2 separate regions of the Sus scrofa genome follow, and region 1 is linked to region 2. A link is a contact called in public HiChIP or PLAC-seq data. All regions are on one chromosome and are shown on one strand. Each heading gives the region's core, a stretch centred on a gene start, on an enhancer-like site or on the middle of the called end of the contact. The rest is flanking DNA. Distances are from core to core; before and after follow the strand shown. Region 1 overlaps RYR3 (ryanodine receptor 3). Region 2 overlaps RYR3 (ryanodine receptor 3).

The links. HiChIP or PLAC-seq counts read pairs in DNA pulled down with a chosen protein or histone mark.
Region 1: a contact with region 2 is called in an H3K27ac HiChIP or PLAC-seq map of skeletal muscle, with 8 times the contacts expected there. The contact joins two enhancer-like sites. A contact is called at or near these places in 1 of 47 Hi-C or Micro-C datasets (skeletal muscle) and 1 of 2 datasets of contacts at active chromatin or transcription factors (skeletal muscle).

The regions. Positions count from the first base shown.
Region 1 is chr7:81,111,006-81,116,980 of Sscrofa11.1, forward strand. All of the region lies in intron 1 of RYR3 (ryanodine receptor 3), which reads right to left. Among named protein-coding and RNA genes, the nearest start is that of RYR3, 95 kb to the right of the region's middle. Within about 2 kb of position 1,481, at least 6 of the 83 cell types and tissues checked have an H3K27ac peak or open chromatin away from gene starts, as enhancers often do. A contact at or near this core is called in skeletal muscle, where this site is marked.
Region 2 is chr7:80,800,689-80,806,850 of Sscrofa11.1, forward strand. RYR3 (ryanodine receptor 3) reads right to left here. Exons shown (of 106, transcript XM_021099907.1): 41 at 4,056-4,170; 42 at 2,422-2,551; 43 at 1,170-1,273. Among named protein-coding and RNA genes, the nearest start is that of AVEN, 360 kb to the left of the region's middle. Within about 2 kb of position 2,128, at least 4 of the 83 cell types and tissues checked have an H3K27ac peak or open chromatin away from gene starts, as enhancers often do. A contact at or near this core is called in skeletal muscle, where this site is marked.

The DNA of each region.
Region 1 (5,975 bases), core at 231-2,730, 310 kb after region 2:
AGATCTGAGCCACATCTATGACCTATGCTGCAGCCTGTGGCAATGTCAGATCCTTAACCCACTGAGCAAGGCCAGGGATCAAACCCACATCTTCATGGACACTAGTTGAGTTTTCAACCTGCTGAGCCATAACAGGAACTCCTGGTGTAGTTTCTTGACCAAGGAAGTAAAGACACAGGTTGTGTTTCAAAGCCTATAAAGGAGGTGGAAGGAGGAAGGTGCCTCTCTAATTCTTCTTTCCTATGGGATGAGCTATCTGTGGGTGAAAGGTAAACAACTCCCCAGGGCTCCAGACTTAGGTCATCTGTTATCTCACTGACAACAGTGAGCCGAGATCAGGGCTAGATCACTTCTACATGCTCATGTACGATTGAGAGGCTGGGAGAGGCAGGGGTGGGGGCTAGAGAGATCCGACAGCACAGAAAGAGGTTGCTTCTGAAAATGACTAGAAATGGCAGCCCCAGACCCTACCTAGCATGTAGAAGTTTTTGTCTCTCTCAGGCTCTTAAAAATATTAATTTGTTGTCAACATATAAAATCAAGAGATTTCAGATAATGTTCTGTAAGTATTTACAGGTGCTGAAACTCTTGGGTCTCAAGTTTCTTCTTGGCAACTAGCTGGAGCTAAGCGGCAGGTGTTCCCCGTAGATGGGTCACCTGTTCCCCACTTTGCCACAGTGGCCAGCACTCCCCGTGTCTCTTACCCCAGCCTGTCTCACTCCTGTGCCATCTGTGTGGCCATGTGATATGGGTTTGAGAGCTCTGATCTAGAGAAAGAGGAGTGGAAAGGTTAGAGAGCTTGTGATAATGTCCTGCTGCTTTACCAACAAGCAGGTGATGTGGCTCGCAGGTGGGCAGAGGCCAGGAGAAGACCACTGAGGTGAAAGCCATGACTGTCACCAAGGTGTCAGCCACAAGGGATTGGGGGATGCTCCACTCCCACCCAGACAGACTGGATGTACTTTCCAACTTTTAATCTAAATGAGAACAGTCCCAACAAGGCCCACAATGGGCTCCTTCAGGGAGGCATGTCATTTTGGGTTAGAATATATCCAGCTTTCAGAATTTCCCAAGTGGGCCCACCAATGAATACAAGATAACATCAGACACCACCCACCACTCTTCAGACACCAAGACAAAATCATGAATCCAAAACGTCTGTGTCTCTGAATGACAGGTGGACAGAGCCTCTCACCCACTCAATCAGGCCAGACCTCCCCAGGGCACGAGCTCAGTGGGACGGATCCGAACTCAATTCCTAGGTGAGAGGTCCCCAAGATAAATCACTCTGCTAACTAGAGAAGACTTAACAGGCAGGATCCGCAGGTCCACGTTCGTCACTGCATGGAGCAGCCAGATATGACTTCTAGGATGTCTGACAAACGTGGGGATCCAGCTTCTGGGGAGGAACTTAGCAGAGCTCCTGCCTGTGTCCCTGGCAGCCTGTCAGTCACTGGGTCCTACACGGATTTTATCACCAGCTCAAATTTTATGCTCTGCCTGTCTCTCTGGTGTGCCTGTCAGTCAGCTGAGAGCTAGTCTGACATTTAGAAATGCCCAGTGTCAAACAACTTCTGTGCATTGCATTATGCAGATGGTATTGGAGATAAAAGGGCCCTGGATGGGTTCCATTTTGAAAGAAGCTGTCACAAGTAAAGCAGGGCTCCAGGAGGCATGGCTAAGAAAATACATCATCTTTGAATTTGAAGTCCCTTTCCATCCCCAGTCTACTGCTTGAGCTAATGGATCCAGCCAGCCAGACCCCCACGTTTGTGACCAATATGGAAAGTGACACCTTGATGTGTGCACAGCTATGAGGGCGGACACTCATTTCTCAGACCTTATAACTGCCTTCTTTGCGAATTTGATCAAATCTCGTTTTTCCTCTAAAAATTACCTTGACATCCCAATCCTGGGAAGAATACACATTTCTCTTTCATCTAGTGGTTCTCACATTTTGGCCTTGTACAACCCCAGTGCCCAAGCTGCACTCCATGGTATACCAATGAAACCAGAACTCTAGGGACCAAGGCATCCATATTAAAAAAAAAAAAATTCTCATAACTCCTGCTGTACTATATACCAATCTGACTCTCCCTCCCTTTCAAATTTCCAAATTTTTCTTCATTCATCTCTCAGAATTGGCTTTCAGAATCAATTTCCCTCCCTCTCATTACTGCCCAAACTGTTGCTACATTATTTGGAAATTAGCTTGACTTGTGAAAAACAGAGTCGGCATCTTTCGGTTGCTAAAAGCCCCAGAGATTCAAAGATAAGCTTTTCTATATGACATCGTTTCAGAATCAAATCAGCTTGTGGCCTCAGCCAAGAATCTCATGCAATGAAGGAAAGAATTCTTCCACTGAAATTACAGTTCTCTTCACAGGATAACACTCCAAAGAGATACTGAGGGGAAAATCAGCTCGGCAGCCAAAGTGATGACTTGTGACTCAACATGATGGAAAAAAACAAGGTGTCTCATACACCCCCCCCCAGGCCTAAAAATCAAAACATCTGAAATCTGGGCCAATCAAAATGAGAGGGAAAGTTGGACAGTGAAATGTAAATCCTTTCTGTTTCTCTGACCACTGGATTCAGATTTCTACATGCTCTGATAGTCCGCTTCTCCCATCTCTCTTTTGGGCTCCATGGAAAATATCTTAAACAATGTTGAAACCTACTGAGAGGGCTGTATTCTGCAATGCCTTGCTCCCTCCCCCACCTTCTCAGCCCATAGGAGGGCTGCCACCATGTGAATACAAAGGGCTATTTTGTTCTGGGTAGGAGACACTGCCAGGCAGTGTTAAATGTGTGGCCTCCTACATTCCCCGTGAGAAACGAGGATAACACTTCAACTGATTTCCCAAGGTCATATGAGAAGAGAGAGGTCACCTGTGCCTCATGGGGTGGCACAAACTTTGCAACTAGACACATGAGAATCTGGTCCTGCCACTTACTAGTTGGCTGACCTCAGGAAACATGCTTTGTTTCTCTGTTTCAGCTTCCTCATCTGAAAAGAGGATTGCAAAGTCTAGGTCACGGGGCTACTGGAAGCGTCAAGTGAGGTACTATATTGTAGAGCACCTAACACTGGGACAGGCATATAGTCCTTTCTCAGGGTGCTTATGCTCTGTCCTTGGGATAGATCAGGAAAGACAGCAGGAAGTGCCATGATGTGGTCCAGGGATCCGAGACTGTGAGTGTGTCTGGTTTAGAATTCCAAATCAGCATCCAACAGAAGTTCTGAGAGCTATTACACTGGCAATGTGCCTAAAATACATGATGGAGAGTCCCTAATCCAGAGTCCTACCCAACAGTCACCCCGTGGTGTTGAATGTTTCTCATCTTGCTCCCCAACTATAATGAGTTGAGGGGGCTCATTATTAAGGCTCACAGAACATAAAACTGCTTCCTTTCCTAAAAAATAATCAACTTTTTCTATTTTCATCCTTTATTTTTAAATATATGGTTCCTTCTCACCTGATTCCCAGAAATGGCATAAAAATGTTGCATCTTCAGCAAAAGAAACCATAAAAAAATGAAAAGACAACCTATAGAATGGGAGATAATAGTTGTAAACAATATAAGTGACAAGGACTTAATCTCTAAAATATACAAACTCATACAACTCAACAGCAAGAAAACAACCCAACTGAAGAATGGACAGAAGACATAAACAGACATTTCTCTAAAGAAGACGTATGGATGGCCAACAGGCACAAGAAAAAAGTTCAATATCACTAATTATTAGAGAAATGCAAATCAAAACTACTATGAGATACCACCTCACACCAGTCAGAATGGCCATCATTAATAAGACTACAAATAACAAATGTTGCAGAGGGTATGGAGAAAAGGATACCCTCTTCCACTGTTGGTGGGAATATAAATTGGTACAGCCACTATGGAAAACAGTCTGGAAGGGTTCTTCAGAAAGCTAAATAATATCAGAGATTCTCATACTAAGTGCGGTAAGTCAGAAAGAGATAGACAAATATCATATGATATCACCTATACATGGAATCTAAAATACAGTATAGATGAACCTAGCCACAGAACAGAATCAGACTCACAGACATGGAGAAGAGACTTGTGGTTGCCAAGGGGGAGGGGGAGAGAGAGAGATGGACTGAGAGTTTGGGCTTAGTAGATGCAAACCTATATTTTGGATGGATAAAATATATATATATATTTCTTATGATAAAAAAAGGAAAGGGGGAGTTCTCAATATGGTAAAGTGGAAACTAATCCAACTAGTATCCACAAGGATGAGGGTTCAATCCCTGGACTTGCTCAGGGGTCAGGGAGCCAGCATTGCCATGAGCTGTGATGTATATAGGTCACAGACACATCTCGGATCTGGCATTGCTGTGGCTGTGGAGTAGGCCAGTGGCTATTGCTCCAGTTTGATCCCTAGCCTCATATGCTGCACATGTGGCCCTAAAAAGCAAAAACAAAAACAAACAAACAAACAAAACAAGCATCTTCAAAAAAACTTTACACATGTTCTCAGCAAGGTTCCGGAGATCTTTTTAACAACCTTGTTATAGAAAGAGAACCACTTCCTGAAGGGAAAATCGGTAGGTGTGGAGAAAGTTCACTGAATATTTATGCTGACATTCTGAGAACAAGTAATGATTGGGGCCCAAAACCCAGTCCAGGGATGAGTCAGTTGCTTGTTAAAGTCAGATCAGTTATTAGATTCTACCTGTTAATACCCACCTAGGAGGACTCTTTCCTAAAATTGTTCAAGCAATTACAAAACACACTTAAACCCTGTTGACAGTATCTCTCTGAATAAAGATGGCTCCGTGGGACAGAGGTGAGATGGTCCCAGCCACTCATTCAGGGAGCTTAGAAGAACTGTTTTCAGAGTTTCCAATTCTATAGGCAATATAAGTTTTCCTACGGCCGCAGCTATACATATGCTGTATGTTAGCTTCATGTGCAATTCACTGGCCCCCATCCTTCTCAAATATACTTGAACAATAATAACAATTGCATATGTTGAGTTTTTTTTTTTTTCCTTTTGTTTTCACCATTGGACACAATTAGAGATTCTCCTTGTTTCAATTTCATCCAGTTGGTTTCTGCCACAAAATCTGTTGGTGACCCATCACCACATCCCCTCAACATCATTCCAGTAGAGGCTGACGCCTTGCTATTATAGGTATTTTCTCCTCTTTGCCTCAGGGGCTTCCCTAGCCACAGGAGCCTGCTTGGCCCTCAAATGGAATAGGGTAGAGAGATTAGAGGGATAATCATCCAGGGAGTAGCCTTCAAACAAGACAGAAGGGACTAAATATCCAATGCCTTGAGGCAGGAGGTACATAGGAACAGCTGGGACTTGTTAGGCCAAGTAAACTAGGCCTTGTTTCTCTCTGACACCTCAAGGAAAAAGTTAGTTGAAGGAGCTGAGCACAGCTGGAGTAGAGAAATAAAATTTTTAGAATGGCGGGGAAGAAGGAGGCAGAGGATAGGGCAATGAGATGGCAAGCAGAGTTTATTGACCAACAAAGTGGTCAGGAGCTTTGAGCATGTGAGACTCAGGCTCCCCTGCTGCAGGGGAGTGCTTGGTTTTTTATAGACAGGGGTTGTTTTGTTGAGCCATGCAGTCTGTGGCCTTGGGCCATCTTTGTCTTTGGAAACTCATCCCTTGCATGGGTTTGATAAGAAGGAGTCAGTGTCCTTTTAGGCCTTGTTTCATTTTCCACCTAAGAAAGACGACCTCAATCACTTCTGGGGTCAAAGAGATCTCCCCAATTACACATGCACAGTAAGACTCCTAGGAGTCAGAAAGGGAGGGAGCGCCAGGCCATAATAAGTCCTGATACCTTCTCAGCATCCTTTACTTGGGAATCTATCTTTGTCAAAAGATGCACATGCCTGTTGGGGAGGGTCCTATGTCCAGTTAGGTGTGAGAATTAAAACAAGACTGTTGGCTAAAGGTAGACAAAGACCCAGAAGAACTATCC
Region 2 (6,162 bases), core at 878-3,377:
TCTCTCTGGGTCTCAGTTTCCTATCCTTTAACAGGGGCAACAATAAAAAGGCTTGTCCTGAGGGTCATGTGAGTTCATTTCAAGTGGGGCCAGGCACAGTGCTTCCATAGGAGTGTGGACTTGTGTTATTAACAGTAGCAGTAGCGTAAGAACCATTCCTTTCCACTCGTCCTCACTGCTTGCCACTCCCTGCAAACACTCAGGGCCCTGGTCACATCCAACTTCCGGAATTTCAAGCACACCACTCTCCTCCCTGAACTTCAAACACACCTGGCACAGGCTTCCCCACAATGTGCCTGAGTAGCTCTGCCTACCTTCCGGGTCATGTCTTTGCTGAGCACCTTTCCTGATCCCCTTGTCAAGGTCATGTGACCTCTCTGATGCACCCCCAAACCCACCACACAGTGGGTGACCTTTTCCTCACCCTCCCCAACTCCCATTAGATTGCTCTTCTCCACACTCAGAAAGCACACTGCCAGCCAATCTCATCAGCCATCCCGTCAAGGCAACAGTCCCAAGGAGTTCCTGTTGTGGCACAGCAGAAATGAATCTGACTAGGATCTATGAGGATATGGGTTTGATCCCTGGCCTTGCTCAGTGGGATAAGGATCCGGCATTGTCGTGAGCTGTGGTGGAGGTTGCAGACATGGCTTGGATCCTGTGTTGTTGTGGCTGCGGCGTAGGCCGGCAGCATAGCTCTGATATGACCCCTAGCCTGGGAACTAACAAAAAGATGGGCAAAGAGGTAGGCAAGGCACGCCCCTTCGGTCACCACCACCAGCAGGAGTGCAGCTCACAGCTCCGATGTACGGTAGCTCAGTTCTGTCTCACTGTCCACAGAGAGGACACATGGAGGTATTCTTTACATTTACACTGAGTTTACAGTCTTCTGTCATGGCTCTTTCCTTTTAGTGCATAAACCTAAAATTCGGTGCCCCAGAACTTTATCAGGAACCACAGGTCTCTGATAGGGTTCCATGTAAACCAGAGAGTCTGGGCTGTCACACACAAAGAACACCTGTCCACATGTCCAGGCCAGTGGAGCTGGTGAGCCCACAGAAGATGCTCTGGTCCTAAGCTAAAGAGGCTCTGATGGAGACCCAGCCTCTGGTCAGCTTCTCCTTGGCCTGGCTGTGCTACAGGCACAGTGTCTCCCCAGGGCCAGTTACCTTCTCGAGGTCTGGCTCCTCCAAGCCCAGAGCTAACTCGTTGTTGTCCATCACAGAGGAAGCAGCCACATCCAGTGGGGTGGATCCTCTCATCGAAGGGGAGGCTGAAGAAGGAGGAGGGAAGGGAGAAAAAGGCCACTCAGTGCTGAGCTGAGGTTGCAGTGCCCAACAATGGTCAGGAGAGGGCAGCAAACACAAAACTTGGGTCACATCGCAGGTTTTCTGAGGGGGCGGGGGCTACCCATCCAATTTAAGAAACGCTCTGATTGAGATCCTTGGTCCCCACACTCATTACTGATTGTGAATATGGCTTAAGTTAGAAAATCAGTTCACAGGATCAGCTGGGACTATGTATTTTAAAGTGCTTTTCTAACACGAAAGTTCTTGGGCCTGCATTTCATTCACAAGTCTCAGATGTCACTTGACCAGCTAAGCTTACCTAAGTTGGCTGTTTCTGGGGTTACCACTTAGAGTTTAAAATTAGCTTCAAACAGCATTAGCGCATATGGTTACATCAGGTCACCAATGCTGTCTTTCATTTTTCCATTATTGGGTTCTTAGGCTAGAAGTGAGAAAAACTCCAGGTAGGAATCTTACAAAAAGGTTGGTAGCCTAAGCTTGCACCTGAGAAACAGGAAACCCGAGGCTGCAGATTCATGTGCACATAATGTGTGCATTTGAATCTTCTACAAATACATCCGGTTTACATCCAAAACCGTGAGTAAGGCATATGCGTGCATTGATTTTCTAGTTGTGGTGATGGATTTACACTATCCATGGTTGCTCTTGGCCAGTTTGCTTGGCAGCTATGAAAGCACTGGCTGGTTGGCCGATGAGGCAGACATGCAGCCTGCAGCCAGCCCGTCGAGAAGGGATTGGACCCATGACCTTGGTCTCATTAGCACGGCTCCCTGGTCAGCTGAATATGCTGGGAGGAGCTGTGTCTCCAGACTCTATCCAGTCTCAGGCAGCATTTCACAAACTGTGAGCCACTGGTCCCCAGAGAGAGGAGGCAAAACTGTGTGACCATGCCAACACAAATCTGTCGCCAGAGCTGGCTGGTAGCAACTTCTCTACTTGGGTTGGAGAGCAAAGAGAGGGTATTATTATCTCACCTGTTTTTAGATCAGGCAGGGTTCCCTCTTACATTTTAAAATACCATAGCATGCATGTGACTTTCCCTTTACCGCCCAAGTGGTCAGCAGGGGGAGAGTAACCTCTGAGCCAAATGCAGAATTAGAACGCGACCTACCTAGGCCAACACTGCTATTCTCCAGCAGGTAACTCAGGTGCTCGAACATGGCCTTCTGATTTTGCCGGCTGATTCGACAGAAGTAGCAAAGGAAGCGGCAACAGCTAGCAACCATCTTTGGAAAGGCAATCTGTAGGGAGGAGTAGAAAGTGCCAAGGAAAAGAATCTATCGTGAGGCCTTTCTGGAAAGGCTGATTTCCAAGAGTCTTAAGTTGACGTCTTGCAAGCTGTGAACAGTTTGGAAAATGAATTGTCTCCTTATGTCTAGTTTGTTCCAAGACTTATTCATATGAGGGACAGAGAGTACACACTTGAGAAGAGGCTTCTAAAAATATTGAGAGCTAATTACAGTTCCCAAAGCATGCTTCTTTAAAAGAAAATAGATGTCAAACCCGAATCCCAGTCATCCTTAGGTGTCAGGAGAAACTGTACAATCCTCCATCAGACTACAGTTTCTAACTTGGAAGGGAGTGGACAGAAAGGGAGATGGGTGATCACAGACAAATGAGACTGAGCACTATATCAAACCCCAGTCCTTTGGGTATAGATTGGCCTCTACAGTTGTAGAGGCCTCCAGACCATCACCCTCTCAGACTGTGAGCCTTCCCCAATTACTTCTGTCCTGGACAACTACTCTCCTATGGCTCCTATAGCATTCGTAACTCGATTCTTACAATTTAGCACTGAGAGGCCAACTTCTATTACCATGGATAGTGCTTCGCTTCTCTGCTTAACACAGTCATTAGCATCTCCAGGGCCTGACCACATCTTATGTTTGATTCCATAATGCTCTGTAAATGGTGTCTGTGTTAACCTTGGCTCGGGATCCTAGAAAGCCCTTGATTTCTGCCTGGAGAATCATGGAGGGTGTTCCAAGAAAGGGAGGTTCTGAAAGCTATTCTACCCACTTGCTGAGGCATCCAGACATTTGCTCCGGGATCTTCTGGAGAGAGTCCCCTTTCCCAAGAGATCAGAAGGAAGCAAGTGAGGAGGAAAGTGAGCTTGGCTCGTTCTTCCCTTACAAGCCCTGCCTGTCAATACGGGTGGAACTGCTTTCCTAGGACCCAACACTTTGGAATTTCCAACATTTGAAAACATACCTTATCTACTGCCTTCAGAAGCTCTCTGACTCTGAGAAGGACCCATACACTTTGGGACACATGCATAAGTGGGCCCTATCTGCACTCCCTTCCCCTTGCCAGCAGGACTCCCCTCAGATAGCAGGTTCCTTATGGGGGTGCTGGCCAGGAAATCTGATGTCGGGAACTTGGCTCACAGAGGAAACATGCACACTGCAGTGGGAACATTGCCAGGACTGTTATGAAAACTGTAGAACAGCCTTCTCCTGACATGGCACCAAACACACCAGGCTCCTAAGTGGAACCAGGAGGAATTCCATTTGGGAAGGAGCAGGGCTGCAAAGTAGAGGAGGGAGACTGAGCAGCCCAGTGGAATGAATGAGAAGAGCTCTTACACTTGCTGGACCCCATCTCCTGCATCCTTCCTGGGTTTAGGTTTGTCCCTTCCCTTCCCTAGGAAGAATCGCTGAGGCGACAGGCACTAGCTGTGAAGAGGTCACCTCACGTGCCCCTGTCCAGGGTCAAGTTCTGATTAAATTCTCCTTGGAGCATTACCTGAGATTTCTCTGTGCCCAGCACGTTCACCATCACCTCCATCACTGTCTCGTGCATGCCAAGGACTCGCATGAGGTTGGGGTGCTGGTAAAACACCTTATTGTTCATTATGTCTCTAGGGTACGAATCAGAGAGAGATGTCAGCACTTACTTATTTCAATGCTATGAAAATTCAGGGGTAAGAACACACAAATGCACAAACACACTTGGGGTGAAGTAATGTACGTGATGGGCTGGAAAGATGCTCAGAAGGTACTAGGTTAGTGGGAATATATGTGGAGGGACTTTTTTAGCTGATAGGAATATTCTGTGCTTCTTTATGTCTACTAAGTACACTCTTTCTTTGAAATAGGTCCTTCTAATGACATTAAACAGTGGTCCCTTGGTCTTTTTGCTTGTGATTGCTTTGTGACAGCCCAAATCACTGGATCTCTCTTCCTCTGTGTACTACAGGCCTTCTATTTTTTTTTTCTTCTCTTATATCTATGTCTCTATGTACTTCAGTTACCCAACTGACAGGGCTGTGCCCTTTTCTTAGGGCAATTGTGTACTAGACACCAACGACATTTTTGGACAGCAGTGCACAAAGATCAATGAAACAATGAAACATAAAAAGAATTATGCTTTTAAGTTATTCAACACAAATTCATAATAATAAATAATTGTAAATAAATAATAAAACTGCAGGTGAATCAATATCCAGAAGCAGCTTATGACCTGGCTGTCTAATCACTTCTGGGTGGTTACTCTAACCATACCCCTCCTCCTGAGCACTACAGCTGTTCAGAGTCTTTAGTGCAGCTGTGTCTATAGCATGGGCTGGAGGAGAGGCTGATTCTCCAGCTTTTCTTCCTCATCCATAAAATCTCTTGATCTCTACTATAAGATTTCATTTTGGAAATGAATTTAAAGAATGCATGTACTCCCTAGACTTCCCCTTCCCCACCAGGTATCCTCTAAATTCCTATTCTGGGCCTTGCTGATGCTCCTTTAGTTTGCTGGCCTAGGGTGGTAGGATGGAATATCCAGCAGTAAGAAGGCTGTAGTTTTAGTCCTTGATTTTAACCAAGTAAAACTGTGGGTTGGTCAGCAAAACTTTCTGGGATTCAGCTTTCTCAACTGCAAAATGGAACCTCAATAACTAATAAGGAAATCTTTCTGATGTATAAAATGCAATCTTCTTGTGGTACATACACACACACACACACACACACACACAAGGAATACTACTCAGTCATTAAAAAAACAAAAATTTGCCATTTGCAGCATCATGGATGGACTTGGAGGGTATATGCTAAGTGAAATAAGTCAGAGAAAGGCAAATACTGTATGATATCATTTACATGTGGAATATTAAATATTACAACAAACTAGTGAATATAACAACAAAGAAGCAGACTCACAGACATAGAGGACAAACTAATGGTTACCAGTGGGAAAGGCAATAACAGGATAGGGGGATGGTACAAACTACTGGGTGTAGGATAGGCTCAGGATGTATTGTGTAACATGGGGGAGACAGTCAATATTCTGTAATCATTGTAAATGGAAAGTAGCATTTAAAAATTAAAAAAAGTTAAATGATGAAAATAAAAATAAACAAATAAAATGTGATCTTTCTGGTGACATGGCTTCTAAGGAAAAGCCAGGAGCTATTGTCATGGGGCAAGGTGTCTGGAAGAACGGACAAAAACGACTCTACATTAGTCCCAAGAAAGGGATGAATCAAGCTGTCATTTTTCAGAGGGAAGTTGCAGAAGATTCCCAGTCAAAAAGCTCAAGTGCTCCAAAGAGCAAGTACTCTTACTGGGTTGAACACAGTGCCCCTTCCTCTGAATTTTGGGGCTATTTTTATCAGATTCAAACTAAATAATGGCTTTTCTCCAAGACTCCTCCCACTTCTGGCCATGCCCTTCACCTTGAGTGGCCCAAGGATCTGGTCTCTCAGGTTGCCGAAGGAAACAATTTTGCAAGGATATGATCCCAAGGTGAGCGAAATCTGCATGGGGGCACGCGGGCGTTTTACACAATTCGATTCCAGAACAGCCACGTAGCAAGTGAACTGGGTTTCCCACCGGCCCCTGTGCAAACCTCTCCGTGCAAGCTT